Linked DNA regions of Mus musculus: region 1 is linked to region 2. Evidence: chromatin contacts called from public HiChIP or PLAC-seq data. All regions are on one chromosome and are shown on one strand. Each heading gives the region's core, a stretch centred on a gene start, on an enhancer-like site or on the middle of the called end of the contact. The rest is flanking DNA. Distances are from core to core; before and after follow the strand shown. Region 1 overlaps Ptprm (protein tyrosine phosphatase, receptor type, M). Region 2 overlaps Ptprm (protein tyrosine phosphatase, receptor type, M).

The links. HiChIP or PLAC-seq counts read pairs in DNA pulled down with a chosen protein or histone mark.
Region 1: an H3K27ac HiChIP or PLAC-seq map of SST interneurons shows a contact between it and region 2, with 4 times the contacts expected there. The contact joins two enhancer-like sites. A contact is called at or near these places in 2 of 115 datasets of contacts at active chromatin or transcription factors (SST interneurons and embryonic fibroblasts).

Annotation. Positions count from the first base shown.
Region 1 is chr17:67,230,998-67,237,530 of GRCm38.p6, forward strand. The region is part of intron 1 of Ptprm (protein tyrosine phosphatase, receptor type, M); the gene reads right to left. Among named protein-coding and RNA genes, the nearest start is that of Gm52313, 56 kb to the right of the region's middle. Within about 2 kb of position 2,229, at least 10 of the 459 cell types and tissues checked have an H3K27ac peak or open chromatin away from gene starts, as enhancers often do. A contact at or near this core is called in SST interneurons, where this site is marked.
Region 2 is chr17:66,686,925-66,693,976 of GRCm38.p6, forward strand. It overlaps Ptprm (protein tyrosine phosphatase, receptor type, M), which reads right to left. Exons shown (of 31, transcript NM_008984.2): 23 at 6,848-7,002; 24 at 6,539-6,674; 25 at 3,501-3,650; 26 at 2,420-2,593; 27 at 1,327-1,458. Among named protein-coding and RNA genes, the nearest start is that of 1700016K05Rik, 24 kb to the right of the region's middle. Within about 2 kb of position 1,522, at least 22 of the 459 cell types and tissues checked have an H3K27ac peak or open chromatin away from gene starts, as enhancers often do. A contact at or near this core is called in SST interneurons, where this site is marked.

The sequences.
Region 1 (6,533 bases), core at 979-3,478, 540 kb after region 2:
CTTTGGGAGGAAAAGATAGGTAGGAGATGCCCATCACACACAGCCAAAAAAAAAGGTAGCTACTCATCTCCTCTGTCTTGAGAACTCTCACACTGTCCTGCTCTAAACAATCTCTAGAAATGGTTGTCTACAAATACACACACACACACACACACACACACACACATGTATATATATGGAACTTTAAAGTGGCTAGTACAGAGGGTGACAATTATTTAAGACTTATCATATCACACATATATAATCGTTACAGTGTTCTTTGTCTTTCAAATTTCAAAGAAATGTTTAGAAAAAGTAGAATTGGTGGGACAGATAATGTAGAAATATCTTCATCTTAATCCTTAAAATAAACAGAAACCCTCTGAGCCAGACATGGTCTGCTGAAACAACGAAGTGAAGCCATCACCACTAAAGCCCTGTATTAAAGCACTGACCGTGGATTCTCAATGTTTCCTCCACATAAGCCCAGTTTCTCTCTTTCTTCTAAAACAGGACAACCAAACTGGAAAAGTAATAGAACTGGGACAGTGGAAACTGTAGGAGACAAAATGGTAGCACCCAAGCTGAACTGCCGCTGAAGCTGCTGACAGTTTAATTTCAAATCTCCTTAGAGAACTATATATGCTGTTCTTAACATTGACTACCCTGGTTGCCATTTCTACTTTGCATTGTATATTTCGTTTAACATTTTTCTTGCCAATTGGCATAGCTATAATGTGGTTTCTAGTTATTCCACTCTACAGGACCATATTGGATCTATACATTATTTTCAGATTCAAACTCTTAAAACATGGAGTAAATACCCAACAGTAAAATGGCTGAATATTATTTCCTGGAAATATATAACAACAGGAAACTGCAGGTCCAATGACCCTCTCTAAAGAATCCAAAGAAGACCGACAGATAACAAGGAAATCCTGGCCTTGGGGAGTTTGGCCATGAGTATAGAAGAAAGTTCAATCCTCTCAAAAGCTACAGTGGCCTTTGTGGTAGCAAATACCTTCCCATGCCAGCACTTGAGAATTATGGGCCAACCTGGTCTATATAGGGTCCCAAGCCAGACAGGGCTGCACAGTGAGACATTGTCTTTAAAGAGCTATGCAGTGTAGGGGATCAAGGAAAAGAAGTTTGCTCATGAAAGCCACTGAAGAGAAAGGGTAAACACGCACAATGAAGTAGAAGACAGTGTGCGACCCAGACCCCATTTTCTGAGATCGAATTCTAAGCATGAATGATTTGGGGCTTTTGGGAAACCCAAAATTCCTGGTTTTCTCTAGGCCATCGCAGACAGCAGTCACTTGTGGCCACTGTAACACTGCAGGGGACTCACTCTTCTGCTGTGTATGTTAACATTCCTCCTGTCGCTGAGTCAAAGCTACCACACAAAGGGCATTAAACATGAGGGACTCAAATGAGAAAAAAAAAAAAATAGATGATGTCCAAGTTTATCATTCCCACAATTACAGAGAGACTTTCCTTGCTAGGTTATACCAAGAGTCAAAACTCATGATGGAGACATCAGATGCAGGGCTCTGATCTCCTTGGCCACATCACTGTGCTCTGAACACTGAGTACAGATGGGAGATACTCAGATCTTCCTGCACATCACAGCTGCTTGTGTTACCTCAAAGCACAATCAAGTTGTTCTATTGGTCAGCTAATAAAGGAGCAATGAGTGACGTACAGTAGAGCTGTACACAGAGAAGAGCCTGGAAATGGGGAAGGAGAAAACAGGGCTGCAGCAGCAAACCAGAAAATGAGGGAGGGGCTGGGGAGATGGGCTGACAGGTAAGGGGCTTGCTGAGCAAGCAGGGAGATCCCCAAAATCCAAACAAAAAACTGGGTTATGGCCATACATGGTTCTGCAATCCCTATACAGGACAGAAACATCAAGATAGCTGGAGCATGGGCATCAGCAGCCTCTCTCAGGTTCAGTAAAGGATGCTATCTCAAGAGGATGAGGGGAGGTAATTAATGCAGGACACCCAAATTCCTTCTTTTGCTTCTGCCAGTTCATACATGAACATGGTACACAATACATAGACACACGCATTTGTGCATACACCACACACACACACACACACATACACTAAAATTAAAGGTAAAAGAAAATGCAGAGGTTGTGCCCTGTGGAATGAGACAAGGCATCACCCACAGCTACCTCATGGTCCCTGTTTGTCAGGATCCTCCATTCTTTATGTAGGCTTCGTTGGGTTATGACTTAGTATTGCCAAAAGTGTGAAGTCATTCGTCCTTCACGCTGACTCAACCACCTCTGGTGATACAGCTACATGTGACTCAGAATCACATTTCAGTCAGGAAACATAATTCAGAAAATGTTTACGGATGCTTAGACTGACTATAAATATTTCTGTATGTGTGTGTGCACGCGCGCACATTTTTATTCGGTCTGTAGAAACCACTGGGGCATTGACGATTGGTATGTGCTAAAATGGCAAAGCAGCAATGCAGAAATAAGCATCTGAGAAATCAAATAAGTCACCTATCCAAGGAATGCGAGCAAAGCCCTCAAACAGCATTGCGCGGTGGATGCTTTCTTAAAACAACACGCATTTAAACAGCAAGCCTTGTAAGATGCAGGTCTCTCCCTGGAGGGCTCACCTATACCCCACTTTTCAATACATTTGCCCAAGTCTATTCTGCTAAAAACACCATCTTAAAAGCAAAGAGCTTGCTTGAATCTGCCTTCTGGCGAATGCGTATTAATCAGTATTCATCCCTGACAAACCTTACTCCTCCTTCAACTGCAAGTTCAATTATCACCTTAATTATGCATTTACTCTACAAATATTGTGTCTACACCTTCAGCATTGGGGATCCTAGGAAAACAGAGCTAAGCCACTCACATGTGTTCCCCCAAAGACAAGTTCACAGAACGCCACAGGGTGGGGGTTAAAATGCTATGTGATCACTGCAGGGTTGGTGTGGAAAGGGGGGCATCAAAAATCAGAGGCTGGGAGACCCATCACCGAGAAGAGTGAAGCTTTGCTCTCCAATTCTGAGACTAAGGAAGAATATGGCAGGGGAGGAAAGCCTTAGGAGAGTGAACGTTACAGCCCAAGACAACAACAAGGATGAATGTAAGAGGATCATGGGGGGCTTCTCAATCTCCCAGGGCTGTACTCAAGTTATGCATTGCATAAATAGTCACACTATGGCAGACTGGTGCAAAGAGAGACTGGATTAAAGGACCTGTTGATCTGTTATGACATTCATTGACTGCCTTTTGAGGCCATGTCCAAACCACATTTCTCTACTCCAATAACATAAACACTTCCCATTGTCTTCTAACAATTTCAGTTTCAGATTTACATATAAGGCTTTGTACTGGCTAGTTTTGTGTCAACTTGACACAGCTGGGGTTATCACAGAGAAAGGAGCTTCAGTTGAGGAAATGCCTCCATGAGATCCAACTCTAAGGCATTTTCTCAATTAGTGATGAAGGGGAAAAGGCCCCTTGTGGGTGGGACCATCTCTGGGCTGGTAGTCTTGGGTTCTATAAGAGAGCAGGCTGAGCAAGCCAGGGGAGGGAAGCCAGTAAAGAACATCTCTCCATGGCCTCTGCATCAGCTCCTGCTCCCTGACCTGCTTGAGTTCCAGTCCTGACTTCCTTTGGTGATGAACAGCAGCATGGAAGTGTAAGCCGAATAAACCCTTTCCTCCCCAACTTGCTTCTTGGTCATGATGTTTGTGCAGGAATAGAAGCCCTGACTAAGACAGGCTTTAACACATTTTTTTTTTGTATGAAGATGTATAGAGCCTCATTCTTATGTATATGGCTATCTGGTTTTCTGTGCCATTTAATGAGGCGATCTTTCAGCCCCCCCCCCAATACTTGTTCTTGGCATCTTTGCTGAAGAACAACTGACTGTTGGTTCACAGATTTACACTGGGTGTCTCTATTTAATTCCACTGGTCTCTATGTCTGCCTTTTTTTTTTCTGCCAGTATATTGCTCACAGAATTATTCACAATATTTTGGTTTTGTTCAGAAGAGCAAATTTAGGAAATTAATCTAGATTTTAGTGGGTGGAGAGATTTTCAACACATACACATAATGGAATACTATTCAGACATAAAAGTTATGGAAATGGAAGATAGCATGTCAAGTTAAACTAAGTCAAGTAGACACAGATTTATATAGATAGATATAGATAGATATAGATATAGATAGATATACACATATAGATATATAGGTATATATTTTATATATATATATATCTTATTCATTTGCAGAATTTTTAAGAACTGTCATAGAAATAGTGAATAGAAGCCTGTACACATACAGAAATTGGCCAACAGCTATAGCTACAACTACAGAGAAGGAATTAATGGTTATTGTTTTCATTGCTCGTTTAATTCTTCCTCTTCAGCTTTGTTTTTGATGGTGCTTCTGGTGGTAAAATTCAGATGTTCACATTATTGATGCTACAACCAAGCCCAGGAATAAGTTTTGATGTTCGTGCCATTATGCAGTAAAGTAACCATAGTTAATAATCATCTGATATACATTTCAAATGAACTGTGCACAAAGGAATACTAAGTGGACCTCTGCTGCATAAATATAGACACATATCAAAGTAGTATGTGGTAGCATAAATGTGTATGAATACATTCATATTTTAAGTTACAAAATAATCAAATCAAAGGACCAGTTAGAGTAGACTTGAAAGGCTCAGGAATAAAGGGGAATGTCTGAGGGTGTGTGGGGGTAGGAGGTAAGAGAGCCAGGGCGTGGAAGTGCAGCAGGCCTTATGGGAGACAAGGGTGTGTTTGGGGCCGCTGTCTGGAGCAGAATGAATACAGAGAACATCTGTGCAAGATTGGGCAAAGTATGTAGATCTCAATAAAGGGTTTTCAATGCTACAATGTTGCAATAAGAGAAGATGCTGAAATTTTGTTGTCAACAATGTAAACTTGTCAAACTCCAACATCCCATAACTCCCAGTCCTACCCCACGACTGAGGAACTACCTGGAGACAAAGTTGTTACTATGTCATCCTGATTACCACAGACTTGCAATCTAAAACTAAGGAGCTGGGATCCTCTTCCTCCTCTCAGTCTTTGGACTCACTGACGACAGGCACGAAGGGAATACTACATTGCCCTCTCTAAGGGCCATGCTGCTTTCCAGCCTGTGAAACTCACCTCTTAAAACTCTGTAAGTTCTACAAATTATGCTTCCATTCCCATACATGAGATGAAAGTGGATAAGACATCCTCCTCTGGAGCCCAAGGAAGCCAATATTTGCCATGTGAGGTTATGGCTACCCTTTTAGGTGATTGTGTCAACTGGCTGAACTGCAAGGTGGTTGTCAGGACCGTTCGGTGAGGACCGAACCAATAATACTTTGGTGTGTGCATCACACCGTTGGTTCAAGACTCTCTAACCATTGAGCTCTCCTCTGAGGATGAAGTGAATGGTAGCTCAACAGTATAAGAATTTCCCACATCAGATCACAGGGTTCTTTTACCACCCCGTGGAGCAAGAACCCGATTCAATTTCTCAAGTGTATGCAAACACATCAACAAGAGTGAGCATGCAGTATGCTTTCAATAATCCACATCTTAGTTAGGGTTAGTTAGGTACTGATGCAACAAAACACCAAGACCAAAGAGCAAATTGGGGAGGAAACAATTAATTTGGCATACACATTTCTGTATTGTAGTCCACCCTTGAAGGAAGTCAAGACAGGAACTCAAACAGAGAAGGAACCTCAAAGCAGGAGCCTATGCAGAGGCCATGGAGGGGTGCTGCCTACTGTCTTGCTCCTCGTGGCTTGTTCAGCCTGCTTTCTTATAGAACCCAAGACCAGCAACCCAGGGATGGCACCCCCTACAGTGGGCTGTTCCCTTCCCCCCTCATTCACTAATTAAGTAAATGCCTTACAGCCTTGCATCCAGCACTGTATATTAAAACCTTTTCTTAATTGAGGTTCTCTTCTCAAATGATTTTAGCTTGTGTCAAGATGACGTAAAACTAGTTGGCATACCTGATAACCACATGTGTTTGTTAATAATAGCCTTCCATTCATTTTAGGATTCAGAAAACATTAACAGAATAATTCATAGCGCTGGAGAGGGTTTAGTGGCTAAGAGCACTGAATGCTCTTCCAGAGAACCTGAGTTCAATTCCTAGCAACCGCATGGTGGCTCACGACCATCTGTAATGGGATCCAATGCTCTCTTCTGGTGTGTCCGAAGACAGTTACAGTGTATTCATATACATAAAATAAATAAATGTTTCTTTAAAAATTTAATTCAACCCAATGTCCATTTTAGTTCTGTTTAAGAACTTGTGGCCAGAAACCTAAAGATCTAGATGACAAGCATGATCTACAAACTCCCTAGGAAACTGCTTCATGGTGCTAAATGGCAATCACCTCTGAGATGATGCTGTGCTTGTGGCTATCCTTAGGCTGACTGTGTTCATTTCCCTTATAACTAACATACCCTGGCACTCGATGGCGATGAAATGCCGCATATGGATAATGCGGTTTGCTGTGTGCTAAC
Region 2 (7,052 bases), core at 272-2,771:
CAAGAGTCCCAGAAGCCTTTCTAGCCCCGCTCTGGAAATCAGCTCTATCTGCTGAATAGAATTGGGAGTCTCTTTGTCTCTCCGTCTGCCAGTCAGCTAAGACTTGGTTTGAGTCCAGACGGTTTGCTTTAGAATTTGGCTTTGGCATTCAGACACGGATGCTCAGGGAGCACCCCGGAGTCCGTGACATCTTGGTCACCCGTAGTTTATCCATATGCACGTCCCATCAGGAACGGGGTACACTTCTCCTAGCCTGTGTCTGGCTCTTAGATTGGTGAAACCTGACTGTGGCCTAGAACTTAGAATGACAGGTTTGGTTCCATTTGAAACTGGCGGGGCTTTCACAGACAGTGACAATCTGTTCTGCGAGTGGGGAGGAGGGAGGAAGAATTCTAAAACGTTGACACGAAGCCAAAAGGAGTGGAGAAGAACAAGGGCTGTCATTATTATTTCATCAGCTAGCTTTCAAGTGAGAGCCTCAGTCACATAATACGGTGCCTTCAATGTAATTAAAAACCCTAGCCGCATACGGAGCATTAGCAGCATCAGGCCACGTTTTGGGAAGGAGACATCTTGTCCTGTTTACATGCTGAAATACTCCAGGAGCCTCCACCAGCACCCCTGCCCTATCTAAAACAGCAGTTTCTCTACTGGATAGAAAAACGAATTTGGTGTTCAAATAAGTTCACTCTTAATATGCACTAAGCTTGAGGTTTCCCTAAGGCCCTCTGTCATGGCAGCGAAGCCTGTGCTGAGAATCGATTCTGCTCCCAAAGGGCCTTGGGACTCTCCTGACCCCTCCAAGAAAATTCTGTCACCCAGCTCAGTAGTGTGGCTTTCTGCCTCCTCCTCACTGTGGGAGGGGCCACCTGAGAACCTCCCTGAGCTGCTGAGTTTACATCCAGTTCCCAGGGTTGCTTCTTTTATGATTGCTGCCGGTCTTTAAACCTTCACTATCTGGCCACCATGTTGCCTCCCTCTTGCAGGCCCCAGCTGAGCACTTCCAAGAAGCACAGGTGCCTAAAAACATGAGATCCAGGCCTGTCCCATCTCCGCTGGTTGGCTCGCTCTTTTTAGCTGTGCAATGTGTGGTCCCCATCTGTGCCCCTGTCTTTCTTCTTCCAGTATCCTATGCTTTCAGTCTGTCTGCTTGCTTCTCACCGACTGTCTTCTACAGCTCTAATGCTTATTTGTAAACCCTTGTGTTTCCAAATCTTTGCCGGGCCATGGGCACGGGCCGTGGGGCTTGCACATCTTATACAAACAAAGCACAAGCAGACTTGACTCTCTGACTTGAGGTCTGCCTGAAGGAGTCCCTGGACTCACCTGGGCAGGATCCACATCGTTCAGCATAACTACGGATGTGCAGTGGTAATCCAAGACCAGTCGCCAGAAGTCTTTGACGGTGTTTGGCAAAGGATGCTGGGTGACTATAAATGCTGAAGGCTGTTTATAGCTCTGCAGACACGAAGAGAAAGATCCAGATATAAACAGCACAACGTGAGGGGAGGCAGTGGAGATATTTTGTGCATGTGGAGATGTGCGGCAAAACGCATCCGATGTGTTTAGTACTTGTTTGGCTCTATCATCCTTGTCAACTCCAAAATGGACTAAAAATAAACTTTTCTGTGAAACTATGATGAATCATTCTCACTTTGATATCATGGGAACTTCACATTTATTTCTTACCATTTTGTTTTATACTTCTGACGGGCAATGTATTGGCTCTCTCTATTAATAATTTTAGGGGAGGGTGTTTCACTTTACTTTAAAAACTAAGTACCATGAAAACAGTTCTTTCTCAAACTTGCTGGTTTGTTGTTTATCTGGGCGACTCGGTTGCTTATTCCTGCCATGAAAGATATGCACGCTTTTGTTAGCTCTGGGAGCTTTAAACAAGCTTAAGCCCCTTTTATGATATCACACCAGCGGAATTAAAATTTACACATTAGCACTGAAAATATCCGTTTACTTTCTTGTCAGTTGAATAGCAAGAAGTAAACAGACTGGCAGGAAGCGATGAGTTGTGTTTCCTTCCCATGTTAATTACCACCTAAATTAGGAAGAAAGAGAACTAAATAATGCTGTCTGTCACCGTATCCCCTTTCCCCGCCAGATACCTTAACAGCTGCCCCTTGCTTTCTGGCCGGTAGGCTAAAAACCTGACAGTGTGGCATAGGTGATCTTTGTGTCTGAGCACTTCAGACAGGTGGATAGTTGGCTTGTGAAGCAGTAACTGCTGCTCCTCACCAAACCACACACTGGAATGCTAACTCTGTTTTTGTTGTTGGATGTGATAGCTTGCCTCTGGAAAGGCTCAGGGGGCAGATAAGTGAGATAAGGGTTCCCTGTGTCCCCGGGGCTCTGTCTCGGGGACATGCGTTGTCTATTTCCTTCCCATGTGTCCCCAGTGCCTTACGTCCATTAGGGCTGCATTGATGTAGTTGCTGCTCTCTCCATCGATGGTGATGAGGAAGGGCAGGCAGCGGTCCGGAGGCAGGATGTCCATGCAGCGATTTTTCTCGTGGTTCCGGGGTAGGAGTGCGATGCTGCAGTCCTCCACACGCAGCGTGGGGGTCACCATGTTGAGAGTCTGTGGGATAAATGGGAAAGGTGAGATCTCCCAGCTCCAGTCAGGTCTCCACAGGTGGCTGATTTCCTGCTTCCCCATGACTCCATAGCATGAATACACTTTGAAAACACTGTATTGTACCCCATAAACAAGTGCAGTTATAATGTGCCAACTGAAAAATGTGATACAACTGAGAGACTCCTTAGGAAGTGTGGGCTGATAAGATGGTCCAGAAAGGAGCTAAGGGCAAGTCGATTCTCTAAAAGGCATATAAGGTAGGCTCAGCTGGCTGAAATCTACAGGCTCCATTTTCTCTTTCCCTCGTTGAGTTTTGTCTACACACAGCACATAGCAGCCAGAGGCAGAGGCTAAGGGTCCTTGCAGATCCATAGAATACAGCACCCGTAGCTCTGACTAGAGCAGGTTACTGAAAATCTTGGAGGCCAGAAGTTGGAGAGGATTTGGTCTAGAGTTAGGTACAGTTAGATAAAACCTGAACATAAGTAACTTTTACCTAAATGAAGATTTAGGCACATGGAGTGTCCTGCAAAGCCATGTCCATGGTTGGGCTGCACCCATGCTTCGTTATACTGTGAATCAAGTGTCCTGATCTTGGAACTGGTTGGTGGCTATCTGACATGCAGATGACACCGCTAGACTAGAGACTGTGAAGCCAAGTAGTTCTGGCCCTGGAGGGGTTTGGCCTGGTGCTGCTACAGACATTTTGAAAGCAGAGCCAGGGTCAATGCTAAACACCCTATTGGCCACACAGGAAAGTCATCCAGCCTCAACTGTCACTAGTCCCTAGGTGAGAAGCTCTTGTTGATTCAAAGGAGGGCCTAAGAGCTTACTTTAAGGAGTTTTCCTAAAGAGGGAAAGCCATAGCCTTCCAATCTCCCTGCCCCACCCTGCCTGGCTCCCCGATTACCCGGAATTCCTCTTTAATTTGGCTTGAGTTTGTCTGTGGGTCCAGTTTGTTCATGTCATAGTAGAGAGACCTGACTTGGGAGGCAGGGATGGAGGTGTCTCCACAAAGACAGGCTTCCAGGATCGCATCATGGATAAAGACGTACTGCTCCTGAAGAGGCAAGATGGACTTAGTTAGTGATGGGGAAGAACTGAAGATGAACCCAGAGGGCTAGAGAAGGCAGGGGTAGTGTTCTGTAACCCAGCTGATAGGAGCAGCCCATCCACAACAGAGAAGCATCAGGAGGCCCGTGTGCCAGGGCACTGGGCTGTCCAGCTTTATCAAGAATATCCCACAGACCAATTACAGCGGGTGGGACAGTAGCCAAAACACCTCTCGAGTTCCAATCCCATGAATTTGGAACCCAAATTCAGATGGGGAGTGAGCATGATTTTGGTTGACGTTGGAAGAATTTCCTAATCAAGTTCACAATATAAAAATGGTTCAGGGAAACTCAACCACGCTCCGGAGACAGTTGCAATTGTTAGTTATTTCAAACCGTTAGTTAATGGTTCTAGTTCTGATAATTATCAAAGTGCTAATAAGTGTAGAATATAGCTCTTATATGTGTGTATAGTTGATAGTTAAAAGATGGATTCTCTTCTCACCTGAGGAATACCGAATGGCAGAGAAGCACCTGAAAAAATGTTCAACATCCTTAATCATCAGGGAAATGCAAATCAAAACAACCCTGAGATTCCACCTCACACCAGTGAGAATGGCTAAGATCAAAAATTCAGGTGACAGCAGATGCTGGCGAGGATGTGGAGAAAGAGGAACACTCCTCCATTGTTGGTGGGATTGCAGGCTTGTACAACCACTCTGGAAATCAGTCTGGCGGTTCCTCAGAAAATTGGACATAGTACTACCGGAGGATCCAGCAATACCTCTCCTGGGCATATATCCAGAAGATGCCCCAACTGGTAAGAAGGACACATGCTCCACTATGTTCATAGCAGCCTTATTTATAATAGCCAGAAACTGGAAAGAACCCAGATGCCCCTCAACAGAGGAATGGATACAGAAAATGTGGTACATCTACACAATGGAGTACTACTCAGCTATTAAAAAGAATGAATTTATGAAATTCCTAGCCAAATGGATGGACCTGGAGAGCATCATCCTGAGTGAGGTAACACAATCACAAAGGAACTCACACAATATGTACTCACTGATAAGTGGATACTAGCCCAAAACCTAGGATACCCACGATATAAGATACAATTTCCTAAACACATGAAACTCAAGAAAAATGAAGACTGAAGTGTGGACACTATGCCCCTCCTTAGAAGTGGGAACAAAACACCCATGGAAGGAGTTACAGAAACAAAGTATGGAGCTGAGATGAAAGGATGGACCATGTAGAGACTGCCATATCCAGGGATCCACCCCATAATCAGCTTCCAAATGCTGACACCATTGCATACACTAGCAAGATTTTACTGAAAGGACCCAGATGTAGCTGTCTCTTGTGAGACTATGCCGGGGCCTAGCAAACACAGAAGTGGATGCTCACAGTCAGCTAATGGATGGATCACAGGGCTCCCAATGGAGGAGCTAGAGAAAGTACCCAAGGAGCTAAAGGGATCTTCAACCCTATAGGTGGAACAACATTATGAACTAACCAGTACCCCTGAGCTCTTGACTCTAGCTGCATATGTATCAAAAGATGGCCTAGTCGGCCATCACTGGAAAGAGAGGCCCATTGGACACGCAGACTTTGTGTGCCCCGGTACAGGGGAACGCCAGGGCCAAAGGGGGGGAGTGGGTGGGTAGGGGAGTGGGGGTGGGTGGGTAAGGGGGACTTTTGGTATAGCATTGGAAATGGAAATGAGCTAAATACCTAATAAAAAATGGAAAAAAAAATTATTTTTTATAAAAAAAAAAAAAAAAAAAAAAAAAAAGATGGATTCTCTAGGACTGTGCATGTAGCCCCATGGCAGACAGCTTGTCTCACAGGTGCAAGCCCCGATGACCACATCAATAAACAGGTGTAAAAACTATTCTTCTAAATGTGACTTGGCAGGGACTCTCCCTAGAATTAATTAGGTTTCGGCATCTTTATTATTGGTCTTCGATTACATGAAGTATTAAAGGCTTTCTTATCATTAATTTCTGTAAATAGCATTCTGGAAAAAGTATGATAAAGTGAGAAGATGGCTGCTTTAATACTTGATGAATTGTTAAAGTATTAAATGTAGAAAGTTAATCACCATTATGGTTTGAAATATGTCCCTAGTCTAAAGAGAAGAGGCACTGAAGGAGCCCTTTTGACTTCTGACATTCTTATGCTTGTTAAAGGCCCCACAGGGTTTGTAAACTCTTGTGTGTGACCTGCACATAGGGCTATTCATTTGTTCTTCAGTCTGCTTCAGGAACAGTCCTCATGGACCCTAGGTTCCAGGCCCCAGGTCCAGGATATAAGTTTTAGAAATGTCAACTTCTTGATATACCTCTCATTTCAACTTTAAGCATTACTAATTGGTACAAAACACCACAAATTGGACAAAGTCCCATGATGTCAGGCAGCGCAGGGAGAACGTTTTTTCCGGCTAGGAGACTGGTGTCGAATGGGGGAGATTGCCCTGAAGCAGCCTGGCAGGCGCCTCGCTATCCTCAGGAGCTGTCTTGCTCTGCTTCTCGGCTAATGTAAAAGACAGACTGAACAGGCGCAGTGTTGGAACCGCGGATGCTTAATGTAGAAGCTCTTCTGGGTCCCTTGGCACAGGCAACTGTGCGAATGTAGGTTGATGGCTACAGATTCCCGTCCCCGGAAAAACTCTTGGCACCAGAATCTGTAACTTGAAAACTCCCTTTTGGTTTGTTTTTGAAAGAGCACACAGAAGAAGGAAGGGGCAGGGCCCGGAGAAGTCAGAAGTTGGGAGGTACTTTTCTCCTAGTGGTAGGAATGGTTGGCATACTTCTTTTGCCCAAGGAGGTGGGTATGCAGGACACACTCTGGGGACTCAGCCATGGGCTGAAGGGGCCAGGTTCAGTACCTCTGTCTGCACCATGTTGACTCTCCTGGACCGAAGCTCTCTGACACAGTTGTAGATGTCCACCACTCCTTCCCTTTCTGCCATGTCCAGCATGATATCAATGACAATGAAGCAACCTGTCCTTCCTGCTCCAGCACTGCTCAGAGAGAGGAGACTGTCAGACAAGGGGAAGGGCTGCCACAAGGCTTCTAGCGTCCTAAACTACCTATCTCATTCACTTCTAGAACGCTTCCTAGAATCCCCATGAAACCCCATACCCAGAACCAGTTCATGGTGCACCCGTGAGGAAGCCCTGGGAACTCTCCTTACCTGCAGTGTACCACCAGCGGGCCTGCATTGGGTGGGCTCTTGGATTTGACCTGCCGGACAAATCCCAGCAGGCCAGTGGCATGGTAGGGGACGCCGTGGTCCGGCCAGCCGGTGAAGTGAAACTGTCTGATCTCTCGGATTTCATGAATGCCTCTCTGTAGTCCGCGGTCAGCCACGGCAGCAGGGAGAACAAAGGAAAGGGAAG